Linked DNA regions of Sus scrofa: region 1 is linked to region 2. The links are chromatin contacts, called in public HiChIP or PLAC-seq maps. All regions are on one chromosome and are shown on one strand. Each heading gives the region's core, a stretch centred on a gene start, on an enhancer-like site or on the middle of the called end of the contact. The rest is flanking DNA. Distances are from core to core; before and after follow the strand shown.

What was found. HiChIP or PLAC-seq counts read pairs in DNA pulled down with a chosen protein or histone mark.
Region 1: a contact with region 2 is called in an H3K27ac HiChIP or PLAC-seq map of alveolar macrophages. The contact joins two enhancer-like sites. A contact is called at or near these places in 3 of 47 Hi-C or Micro-C datasets (epiblast stem cells, fetal heart ventricle and skeletal muscle) and 2 of 2 datasets of contacts at active chromatin or transcription factors (alveolar macrophages and skeletal muscle).

What each region holds. Positions count from the first base shown.
Region 1 is chr15:92,141,756-92,148,071 of Sscrofa11.1, forward strand. No RefSeq gene overlaps it. Among named protein-coding and RNA genes, the nearest start is that of CALCRL, 130 kb to the right of the region's middle. Within about 2 kb of position 3,041, at least 1 of the 83 cell types and tissues checked has an H3K27ac peak or open chromatin away from gene starts, as enhancers often do. A contact at or near this core is called in alveolar macrophages, where this site is marked.
Region 2 is chr15:91,873,321-91,879,513 of Sscrofa11.1, forward strand. No RefSeq gene overlaps it. Among named protein-coding and RNA genes, the nearest start is that of ZSWIM2, 11 kb to the left of the region's middle. Within about 2 kb of position 2,486, at least 2 of the 83 cell types and tissues checked have an H3K27ac peak or open chromatin away from gene starts, as enhancers often do. A contact at or near this core is called in alveolar macrophages, where this site is marked.

The sequences.
Region 1 (6,316 bases), core at 1,791-4,290, 270 kb after region 2:
CTAATAAACATAATTCAAAATATGCACTAAAGAAATGTCTTTCGTTTTTAGTGTTTCAAGTGAGGATTAGGAAAAAAAATCATTGAGAATGTAATCTATATTAAAAATGTGCCTGAGAAAACAATTACGCAGAGTAACTGTGTTCAGAAAGACGTGTGTCTCATCATAACATTTTGACCAGCTTTGATTTATTGAGGAGCTGACTAGTAAATCATGACAATGGTAGGAAGTACACGAGGATCAGAGACTCCTCCAGTGTTACTGTAATTTCTACAAAGTGTTTCCTCTTTGATACTACTTGTTTGTAATAGTTTAAGACCATTCTTTGCTCCTGGCGCAGAAAATAGAATTCCCCCTTTTCTTTTCCAATTCCTTAGAAGATAATCTTTAGTTGTTTAATAAATGCTATTTCATGTAAGAAAGATTGATTTATTCATAAAATAGTTTAGCTTCTGTTGATTGGGATTTCATATTATAATGACCTACTTATTTTTGCTTTCACTCTTGACCAAATTCTAACTTTAGGTTAACTTTATTTATTCTTTTTAGAATCCAGTGAGTAAAAACAGGACATTTTAAAACCCTCTTTCAAATGGCAAAGTTCAGTGGGGTTTGCACACTGGTAATAAAGACCATTTGGAAAATGAAACTGATTGTGTAAACATGACACAAATTTGTGTTAGGCTAATGCCTTTTAAATAATTCAAAGTGAGAACTTTAAAACTGAATCATATAAATCCATTTTGAATTTTGTTATGGGAGAGTAACATAATCTGGTTCTGTGGACCAGGCAGGCACTATGTAGCCTTAGTCCATTAGACATTCTGGTCCTTCTTTGACTCATTACAGAGTGAGAAAATTGGACTGCGTAATTCCCTGGGCCCTAGAACTCTGTGATTCTGATTGCCTCTTTCTGCTTCATGAATATGACTCTAATATGTACAGGCCAAAACATGTCATAGGTATAACTTCATGTTGAAGACATTGTGAGCTATGAGTATGTAATTAATTGAATAAATCTCTGAAGCCTGCTTTGAAAGGGAATCAATACAACTTAAGCTTCTGTGTCTTTGAAATTGTTCTTTCCTTTGCTTATAATTCCTTTCTCCAGTCTTTCACATGGTAGGCTTATTGCAGTTTGAATGTCACCCTCTCTATGTTGTACTTTCTGGTCACCTGTTACGGGGAAAGAGTAGAAAATTCTTTAAAGAGGTCCAGTTATCCCCTGAGAAATTTGTTTGTAAAACTTCTCTAGAAGATTTATTTTAGGAAAGTGATTTAATGGTCCAGGCGATTATAGACACATTATTTTGACATAATGAGTTAAATAGTATATTGGAAAAATTTGAAAATGCAAATGTAATGAGTTTAATTGATTAAAAGACAGTGTTGTTTTGGAATTAAGCAATAATTGCAGATGTTGAGTTTACTACCTGAAAAATGTGCTGATTCAAGATGCCTTAAATGTTGAAAGCATCTGATTGGTTATTAAACACTGTCTTAGAAAAGTATTGACTCAGTTCTTTCTTTCTTTCTTCCTTCCTTCCTTTCTTTCTTTCTTTCTTTCTTTCTTTCTTTCTTTCTTTCTTTCTTTCTTTCTTTCTTTCTTTCTTTCTTTCCTTTCTTTCCTTTCTTTCCTTTCTTTTCTTTCTTTCGCCCAGCATGCAGCATCCATGAGAAAAGTTAATACATTAACTACAACGTTATTAAAGTAGTAACTATATCCTTACAATATTGAAACAGTCACTGATAGAGTTGGAGTCCTCAAGACTCTGAGTGATGAATGTAATGGCTTTGAGGAGTTCTGGCCAGGAATTTTTGTGAAATGTATCTCAGTTTGGGATTGTCTAATGTCTTCCTTATAGTTAGATTATGGTTATGGGTTTTAGGGAGAATAACCAAAGAGGTGAAATACCATTTTTAGGTAATAGGGTTTACATTCTCTTCATTATGGTAGGCCATTGTTCTGATTATATGATTTTATGTTCTACAGATTACATATTATTGATAGAAAAGGTTTTGTGTATGAATTTATTTATCTGTTTAATATCTGCTTCCCAATAATATAGAAGGTCAATCCTGCTATATAGCACAGGGAACTATATCTAATCACCTGTGATGGAATAAAATGGATGATAATGTGAGAAAAGGAATGTATATATGTGTGTAACCAGGTCACTTTGCTGTACAGCAGAAATTGACAGAACATTGTAAATCAACTATAATAAAAATTTTTTTAAAAGTACATCAAGTTGTCCATTAACTGTCCAAAACCCCATTCCAAGCTAGAATCTATCTGATGTAAAGGAATTCAAACATAGTTTCTACTCAGGAAGAAGTTTGGAACTACTACATTAGCAATTAAAAGCAGTTTAAGTGTAAAAGAGAAATAAAAGGTCAGATCCAAGAAAGCAAATGTTTGGCTATCTTGGTCATTACTCTATCTCCAGAGTCTTGAAGAGTGTGGGACATTTAGCAGGATGCAATGAATATTTGTTAAAGAATAAATGAATGAATGTATCTTATATTTTGGAAGCTGAATCCCAACTCAACTGTGATTGTATGATGTGGCTCATATATAGAGTAATATACTAAGGCAAGTTCTCTGTATTTGGGTATAATATCAAGAAGTCACATTTTGAGTTTTAGAACAAATTAATAAATAGTAGTTGAGGTTAGTCACCTATGGAGTACACTAATCTAAGAGGTGCCTTTAGATTGAAATATTATTCCATAAATCAAATCAGGAAGATCAAAGTTTACTTAAATTCAATCATGGGGAACAATAAGTATCCTTTGAGAGGTATATCAAGTAAGTATCCAGTCAGAACAAGGAAAATAAAAGGAACTTAATACTAGGAATTGGCTAAGATGTTAGAAATTTGAAAAACAAACACAAGCAAGTGAAAATTAGGAACATCAGGATATTACTCCACGAAGCTGAAGAAACAGCAGGGAAATCTTTATTGCCTGTGACCTATGCCACTGAGGCTGTTGCTTCTGGAACTGAGATGTCTGTGTAAGAACCCAGGATACGAACTGTACTTGCCTTCTGATGCTACTTCTGCTTCCACTGTAACAACTGCTTAAAAACACTGCCAGAGCTAGAAAAAAATCCTCCTCCTCCTCTTCCTACTTTTCAATCTTCCACCAGGCAAGAGGTGACTAATAGGTAGTCACATCTGACAAGGGGCCTAGGTAATGTATTTGCAGACTTTCTGTGCCAGGAATGGAGAGGAGGCTTAGGTGAGAGACACCAGTCACAGTGAACACAGAAGGAATGACTGAACCATAACCAAGATATTATATGATCAATAAGGTCAGTAAATGTTTACTAAAAAATTACTATGAAGAAGGTATAGAAGATATAAACAAGATGTTATGTGAGATATTTGGGAAACCTCAAGTGTGTAAGATATAAGCCCTGGCTACTGTAAGAACTATTGTAGTGGGAACACATACATCCATAATTAAAAATATTCAAGGCAGGTGGTAACAAGTATCCTACTAGGAATATAAACAAAGTAGTAAGTAAGGACAAAAAAAAATCATTAACTTTAATTGAGGAAACCTCTGGTTAAAAGGGTTGAACTATGTAACCTAATTGACTTGGTTTCATTTATTCACTAGTCTACCTATCTATTCAACATTTATGTATTCTTATATTCAAAAGGTATTTTTTGAGGCAATAGGGCAGACCAGTTGAAGGCAGACCAGAGAGAGATGGCATCCCCTCATTTTATCTAACCAACATAGCTATTTTTCAGTAGACCAAAAATCTATTCTACGTGAAACTTCTGGTGTATCAAATAATCAGTGGTGTCAGGATGTGTTCTCATGTGTTCTCCTCTTACCCCAACTTTTCTGCATTTTACGTAAAAGACTAACAGACTTTCATAAGAAATGTAGAAATTTAATTGGACCTTGACCATGCAAGGATTGAAAAACCTATCCTACCCCAAGTTCCATTTCTATATCCTAAAAAAAATATTAAAAAAAAAAAAAAAAAAGGAGTTCCCGTCGTGGCGCAGTGGTTAACGAACCCCACTAGGAACCATGAGGTTGCGGGTTCGATCCTTGCCCTTGCTCAGTGGGTTAACGATCCGGCATTGCCGTGAGCTGTGGTGTAGGTTGCAGACGCGGCTCGGATCCAGCGTTGCTGTGGCGTAGGCTGGTGGCTTCAGCTCCGATTCAACCCCTAGCCTGGGAGCCTCCATATGCCATGAGAGCGGCCCAAGAAAATGGCAAAAAGACAAAAAAAATAAAAAATAAAAAATAAAAAAATATTCATGCAAAATAGCAAAAGAAACTTTCTTTATAAAATGAAACCTATGTATCAGACACTAGTCTTAGGCTAAGTAAAATGATAATATTTTGTGAGAGAAAACTGCTAGACATTAGTTAGAAAATGTAGCCCCATAATAATGAGATTTAGAAAATAAAATATAGGACAATTCAGATAGACTTAAAAGTTTAGAAACCTCTGGAATATATTGAGCAAGAAGTGACATGATATGTTTTAACTGGGGTAACTATTGAAACTGGGATAACTGGGGTAACTGGAAAACTATTAAAATAATCCAGTTCAGAGATATGGTAAAAAGTAGTTGATTTCTAAGTATACATTGAAGGTAGAACAGACAGGATTTCTAAGTATACATTGAAGGAAGAACAGACAGGAGTGGATATAAGTATAAGGGAAAGAGAGAAGTCAAAGATTGTCCCATCTTTAATGGCTTAAGCAACTTGAAGACGGAGGTGCTGTATTTCATATGGAGAAGATGGTAGAAGCAGAAATTTGTAAGGACAACTAAAGATTTCAATTTTGGACTAGTAGAGCTTGTTATGCCTATTAAATTTCCAAGTGAAGGTGTCAAGTAGGCATCTGAATATAGGAGTAAAGTTCACAGGCATGATCCTGGACCAGATGTATACATGTGAGAATTGCTAGAGTATAGATGGTGTTTAAATCCATATAACCAAAAATGATCACCTAGGGAATAAGTGTAGATAGGAAAATTTAGATGGTAAAAACTAAAGCCTTTCACTACTTATAGGTTAGAGAGATGAGGAAACATCAACAGAAGGGATTGAGGAGAAGAAACCAATAAACTAGGAGGACAACTAAGAGAGTGTGGTGCCTCAGAATCCAAGTAAAGAACACAGTCCTAAGGAGGAAGGAATGATCATTTGTACCAAATGCTGCTGTTAAGTCAGGTTTAGTGAGGCAAGAGAATTGCCATAAAATCCAAGTTAACACAGTATTTTTAAGAACATTATTAAAAGGTGTTTTTTTAATTTAATTTTTTTTTTTTTTGGTCTTTTTAGGGCCTCACCCATGGCATATGGAGGTTCCCAGGCTAGGGGTCGAATTGGAGCTGTAGCCACCAGCCTACTCCAGAGCCACAGCAACGTGGGATCCTAGCCATGTCTGCCACGTACACCACAGCTCACCGGCCATGCTGGGTCCTTAACCCACTGAGCAAGGGCAAGGATCGAACCCGCATCCTCATGGATGCTAGTCAGGTTCGTTAACTGCTGAACCATGACAGAAACTCCCATTATTAAAAGTTTTAAACTGCATGTATCTATGGACACTTCTTTTTTCATAGAATTGGCTATGTCCTCAACGAATTCATTTGTTGTCTCAAATATTCTGAGTAAAAGAACCTCTTCAGATGGTGCTATAGTCAGTATCTGAACTGTAGACTTGATCTATTGGTCTCAAGGTTTTGGTGTCAAAGAATATGCCCTGTGTCTTAGAGAAAGGTGCATTAACATGATTTTTTTTCTATCTGGTTGGATTACAGATTTCAGTAACATGAAGAAGAAACATTTTTTCCATTTTTACATGAAAGGGGAAAAAAAACCTCACACACTTGCTTGAAGGCTTACTATTGCTTTTTTCCAATTTTAAGTAAGAAATTTTTCTCTTCTAACTTCCCTATGAACTTTAAGTATCTAGTAGACCAAATTTATACTCAGAATTCCCTTGCCAACTGTCGTAAATAGAATTAGATACGCTTTTTTCCTAACAAATGATCCTAAATTATATACATCTCATTTATATAAATACAACTATAAGAAAACATTTAGGTACAATGTACATGGGATATTTAAAAATAGAGGCACAATATATAGTATATTCATCACTATTAAGTGGTTCAAGTATTTCATAATGCAGAAAGTTATACAATTTAAAATTTAAAGGAAAAATCACATTAGTTTTAAATGCTTATTTTTTGTCGGATCTTCAGTTTGACAAGACTATTTATTTGTTCAATCACATTAATAATGGAATAAATAAATTTGCTTG
Region 2 (6,193 bases), core at 1,236-3,735:
GCCCAGTAGGTTACGGATCTGGTGTTTCTGCGAGCTGCAGTGTAGGTGAACAGACATGGCTCAGATCCCGTGTTGCTGTGGCTCTGGTGTAGGCCAGCAGCTGTAGCTCTGATTTGACCCCTAGCCTGGGAATTTCCAAATGCTTCACGTGCCCCCCCCGCCAAAAAAAAACCCCAAAAAACAAAAAAAGGAATATTACTTTTCACCAACAACACTGAAACTATAAGACATGGCCTTCAAAGTTCTAAAGAAAAGTGATTTCAAATTTCACGATCCATACCTAGCCAAACTTAGTATTATACAAATAGGATAAAAACATTTTTAGACATGTAAGGTTTTAGAATATTTACCCCCACCTCCATTAATTGTTTTCCCCTCAGGAAGCTACTGGAGTACATGTTCCCCCTAAAACACAGAAGTAAACTAATAAAAAGAAAGACTCAGGCTACTGGACACAGGAAATCTAATGGAGATACATGTAGGAGGAATTCCCAGGATGATAACTGTATAAGGAGAAGAAAAACAGTCCAGACTGGAGCAGTTCTGAAAACTCCAGACTTTTTTTAAGGAATAAAATTGATGGATAATGTCATAGAATACGTGATAGGTCCACATTTTTGAGAGGTTATTTGGGGATGATTTTTAGAGTTTCTGGTTAAATCGGTGATAGGAATAAACAATATAAGATCTCTTATATGCCACCTCAGGTTATCTTGGTCATAATTCTTTTGGTAGCTTTTGGGTAACTGCTTCCTTATGTGGGTCCAACCTGAACAGTATCTCATCTCTAGGCTTGAATTCCTCAGGTTGACCTGTTGCTGTTGAATATGAGATGTCCTGGTGACCAACTGTCCTGGTCTGTCCAGTTCTAAGGGGAGTGCCAGGTAGCAGGACTTTCAACACTAACCTGGGCAAAACCATGGGCAAGCCAGTATGACTGGGACTTGGAAATGCTGGGAATTTAACACCCCTGGGGAGACTAATGGGAGACAGGGACTGGTTGATAAATTGATTCCCTGCCCCATTCCATACTCTCCTGAAATATAGACTCTGAAGACATTCCTGCAAGATAGAACAATCAGCTATTTTTGATACCAACCAGAGATCAGTTTCAATAATTCATTCCCTCGTTTTTGCTTATATTATTTTCCTGCCTGCCTCTCCTTTCCTTTACTCCTGTGCTCCTGGATTTTTACCCCATGGTAAAATACTGGCATATATGTTTTACCTTAGACTTGATTTTCTAGGGAACCAGGCTTGCTTAGAAGCAAACAAACAAATAAACCCTTCTTCAACAAATAATTCTAGGAATAAAAATATTGTACAGAAATGCAAAACATGTGTAGTTTACTACATGGATTTACTCTGACCAATATTTACATATTCATGTTTTAACATACTGAATAATGACATAAATAAAAGTATGCTGGAACTCTCTTGTGGGAAGGAGAGGATGGGAAGGATGAATGTATGTGGTAGGGTAGGGGTGAAAAAAAGCTAAACCCTTAATTTCCATAGTGGGAAATACATGGAAAAATTAAAAAGTCATTTGAAGATTTCCTGTTGTGGCTCAGCTGTAATGAACCCGATTGGTATCCATGAGGACATGGGTTTGATCCCTGGCCTTGCTCAATGGGTTAAAGGATCTGGCATTGCCGTGAGCTGTGCTATATAGGTTGCAGACATGGCTTAGATCTGGCATTGCTGTGGCCATGGCCTAGGACAGCAGCTGTAGCTCCAATTCGACCCCTAACCTGGAAACTTCTATATGCCGCAGGTGCAGCTCCCCCCCAAAAAAGACAAAAGTCATTTGAAGATATAGATATAAAAATAAAATCAACTAGTAATAGAAGAAGAAGAAGGGTGTAGAGTGGTAGGGGCTAATTTTTAATAAACATTGATTATAAATATATTCACTCAAACTTTGATTAAAATGAAAATAAAGAAAACTCCATGGTTACTTTCAAGTAAATCTAATTTTCATAGGAGGTGTTATTATTTGGGATCCGATACCAACTGCTTTCAATTGCTTTCAAGTAATTTCTTACCAAGGTCATATTGTTTTTTGGCATATATTTATATGTGTAATGCATGCACACGTGTGTGTGTGTGTGTGTGTGTGTGTGATTTACTTCATAAGTTAGTTAACATCTGAAAAGCTTAAAAACAGGATTTCTTGACAGCACTAGAATCCTGTTTTTATTCCACTAGGTGGCAGCATAGCACTGTGAATCTGAACGTTGCTGGGTGACCAATTATTAAACCATTGCTTGTTCATAAACAGGTTTTTATTTATCTTTCCAAGAATGATGATGTGAATTGTACACTTAATAATGTAATCAGTTTGTGTGTTATAATTACTGTCTACTCAAATGCTTATTTTATTTTACCTATTCAAATTACTGTCAGCTGCTGGGGTGGTAATCTACATCAAGGGACTAGAAAAAGAAAGCAATTACACACAGGAATGACAGTAATGAGTAAGTTTCCTGCATCTGTAGTTTGGGTTTTCAGTAAGTGGCTCTTTTCCTCAATAGGTTATGAAAGACATTTGGCCAATAGAGAAGATCAAACATGTAATATTTCCTTCTTCTGTTATCTAGTTTATAAATGTGTTTTAAAGGATATGAGCAATAACTGAATAGCTTAGTGTCATGCTGACTGGTAAACTTTATTATTAGGAGGATGTATTGAATAATTTATAAGTTAGATATTTTTAACTTATCCCCCCCCCCACTACCCAATGTAGCATCACTGGTTTTAGCTTTATGTTGACTTGACATTAATTCATCTGAACATCAGCTTCATCTTACATTAAATAGTGAAGATATGCCCTAGGTTATATCTTCAAAGGCCAGAAATAGCTTTATATCAAAAAAGTTATTTCATATTTAGTTCCGTTTTCCTTAGTATGCCAAAAATTTGTCATTTTGCTTAATACAACTAATACTATATTTTAAAGGAAAAATAACATGCTAAAGTATTTTTCAAATAAAAGTACATAAAAATGCATTGAAGTGAATCATTTGGAGTATTTTCTTTTAATGTGGTCAACATTGTAATATGTTTTCAGCCATAAAGGGTAGGGGGATCCTGTGGAAATGTATTCTTATTTTAATAAAGCATTACAAAACTCATTAATTAGTTAATTTGGGGCCATGATCTTCTAATTTTTCTTTGAGAATTTTCCTCAAACCTTACAGGAAATTGCACTCTTTCATGCTATTTTTTCATAGGAAAAGACAATTTCAGTGTTAATTTATTCACAATACTAAATTACATAACAAGAGACCATTATCAAACAACATAGAGAGTATAGAAATTTTAGGATATAGGATTATTCCATATTGTAGGGAAAGAGTATAAAGAAATATTAAGTAAATTGATATCTCTTAAGGCCTTCCTTTTATGGCAAAAAAAATAAATCTTTAAAAAATTTGTTGGATAAATTTTATGATACACCTCTAAGATGAGGCTTTATCACACACATACACATGTATACACATCTATATACACAAGGAAAAATCTATCTTTATCTTCTGTTTATTATAATTAGAATAGTACCTGGAACATAAGAGGTGTGTAATAAATATTTGTTAAAAGGATACATTAATAGATATGAACAGAGAAAACACATGTGTAAGAGTTTTTTCCATAAAACTTAGTCACATATAGAAGCAGAAGTTTGAGAAACTGAGAAAGACTATTGGGGTCTTCCTATTTAGAAGGTTTCATAGTGGCTTTCATTAAAATTTGAGATTCCAGAAGAGGCACAAGTTTGGTAGGAAAGATAATGAGTTCAGATTTTCCATTTTGAGGCAGTGTAGCAGACAGTAAAGTGAAGCTGTCTGACAGGTATTGACTATAAAGCATTTGCATTAGATGGAAATGTTTGAGCTGGAGATACAGAAATTACCATGATGGAGGGGTCACGGAAGTGGATTAGATTATCAAGGCAGAGATATCTGTGAGGAAAGGAAAAGGCCAATGGCGGAAATCCTGCAGAAGAACATTTTAGGATTGATAGTGGAAGATGGTATTGGAAAGCAGGCTCAAAAGGAAGGAATAAAGTGGTGGCATAAAGAGTAGTGAATTTCAAGAAAAATGGAGTGGTTGTCAGAGTCAAATGCCGCAAAGAAGTTCAGACATTTGTGCAATAAAAGAAGTTCATGGATGTATAGATGGGGAAATTGTCAGTGACTCTTATATGAGTGGTTCAGTGGCGTTACGAGAATGAATTACTGCGTACAGTATGACTGAGGACTATGTGGAAAGTGAGAAAGTGAAGACAGTGTATATATACTGAGTCTACATTTTGATGGAATATGGACACTCAAAGAAAGGGAGAAAGAGAACATGGCACTCAGTGCTGCTAAAGCCAGCTGACCCAAGGGTGAGATTTACCAGGGCAGGGCACCAGTGGTCTTCAAACTAAGGTATGTATACTTCTGGAAGTCCGCAAAGACTTTAAAAAGTAAATGGGTTTAGAGTAATTTTAAGAGATTCGACATCCTCTTTTCCCATATCCACTCTTTCCAAATATTAGCTGGTCTGAGAACTTCAGTTAGAACATTGTTTTGTCTTTTCTACTTCCTTTTGCAACCATACATCTTCCACTTTAGAAAACAAAATTATATCTTAAGCCCAATCTGGTGTGAAAAATCATTGAGGCACTAAACAAAAGGAAATTTTGTACTGATGGTAAGAAAGTGAAAGTCTCTAATAGCTCAGAAACAAATTCTTTTGACAATCAAGGGTTTCTAATACTTTGCTTTCAAAACAATAGAAGGAGCTAATAGATCATTAAAGTATGCTTTTTGATAACAAATCACCATGATATTTGGCAAATAATTTGAAAGGCTTCAATAGTTGAGTTATATTGCTAATATCAAAGCTTTCATTTCCATCCGTCTTATCCCACATTGTTATGTAAACAGTTTTGCTCAGTATTTATAAAAACAAAGTAGAAATTAAATCCATTTATAAAAACAACAAAGTAGAAATTAAACACTGCCTTCTTTCCACATAAGTGATATTTATTCATTGTTACATAAACTAATTAAAAAACAAAAAACCAAATGATGAAAAGAATTCTAGAGGGTACAAAGGAAAGTGTTGGGAAAGAGAATAGCATTGGGCAGTTAGGGTTGAAAAATCCTTGAGTGGTTCAGAAATGACAGCATATGAAAGGAAAGCTCAGTGAGGGGCTTGAATTTTATGCTGGACTGGTTGACAGCCATATAATGGGATTAATGCCTCAAGGTTTGAAGCTTCTAAGCTGATGGAGACAGAGGCCTCTGGCAATGTCAGCTGTCCAGAGAGGCCAACTAACTGTGACTATAACTTTTCCTAAGGATTCATGACTTTTAGAAAGGTATTTAGGACAACAGTGACTGTGACTGGATGGATCCTGAAGAGAACCCTCCCGTGGTGCTAGAGACTCTATGATCCTAAGAAAATGCACCTGACTGACAAGTGAGAGCCTGTTTTCTTCAATGTAGTATTCTCAGGGCTTAGAAACCTGGCTGGCAGAGGGTGCTCAAATATTTTCTGTTTAATGAATTGGCGAAGACTGGAGGTACCCAAGACTCCTGAGTCTTAACTTAGTGGAACTAATTTGAATTGCCAATCTGTAATAATGCCTATTGGATTTTATGTTCACTCTATATAGAATGGAAAAAAAAATAGGTTTCAATTATATACATATGCTTATATGATTCAGTTTGAAAGTTCTCTTGTGCATAAATCTTATATCTCTTTCATTACCTAAAACAAAGGATGGAGATGCTATAAAAATGCAAAAAAAAAAATCCAGTATAATTCAATTGACAATACTATTAAATTACATTCTATATACCATAATCAAATTATTTGTTTATAAAGACATGTCTGAAAGAATATTTATGAGTTTGGATTTTAGCAGAGAAGTAACAGGCTAAAACTGCTAAACAGACTTGGTGTTATGGAGTTTAAAATGTCACCAATTTAGCTTTTAATAACCCAGAATGATCATGTAAAATAAGAAGACTAGCAACAATCTCTGACACTTTGGGAACATGGGGCTGACTTTGAAGTTAAGAACTATTTTTAGATTAAAAGTCTTAATGATATTTTCTGTCAATTAAAATGACTGTAATTAACAGCTATTTCAGTCAAGTTGTTTAATTGCAAATTATAGAAATCCAACTTTAAT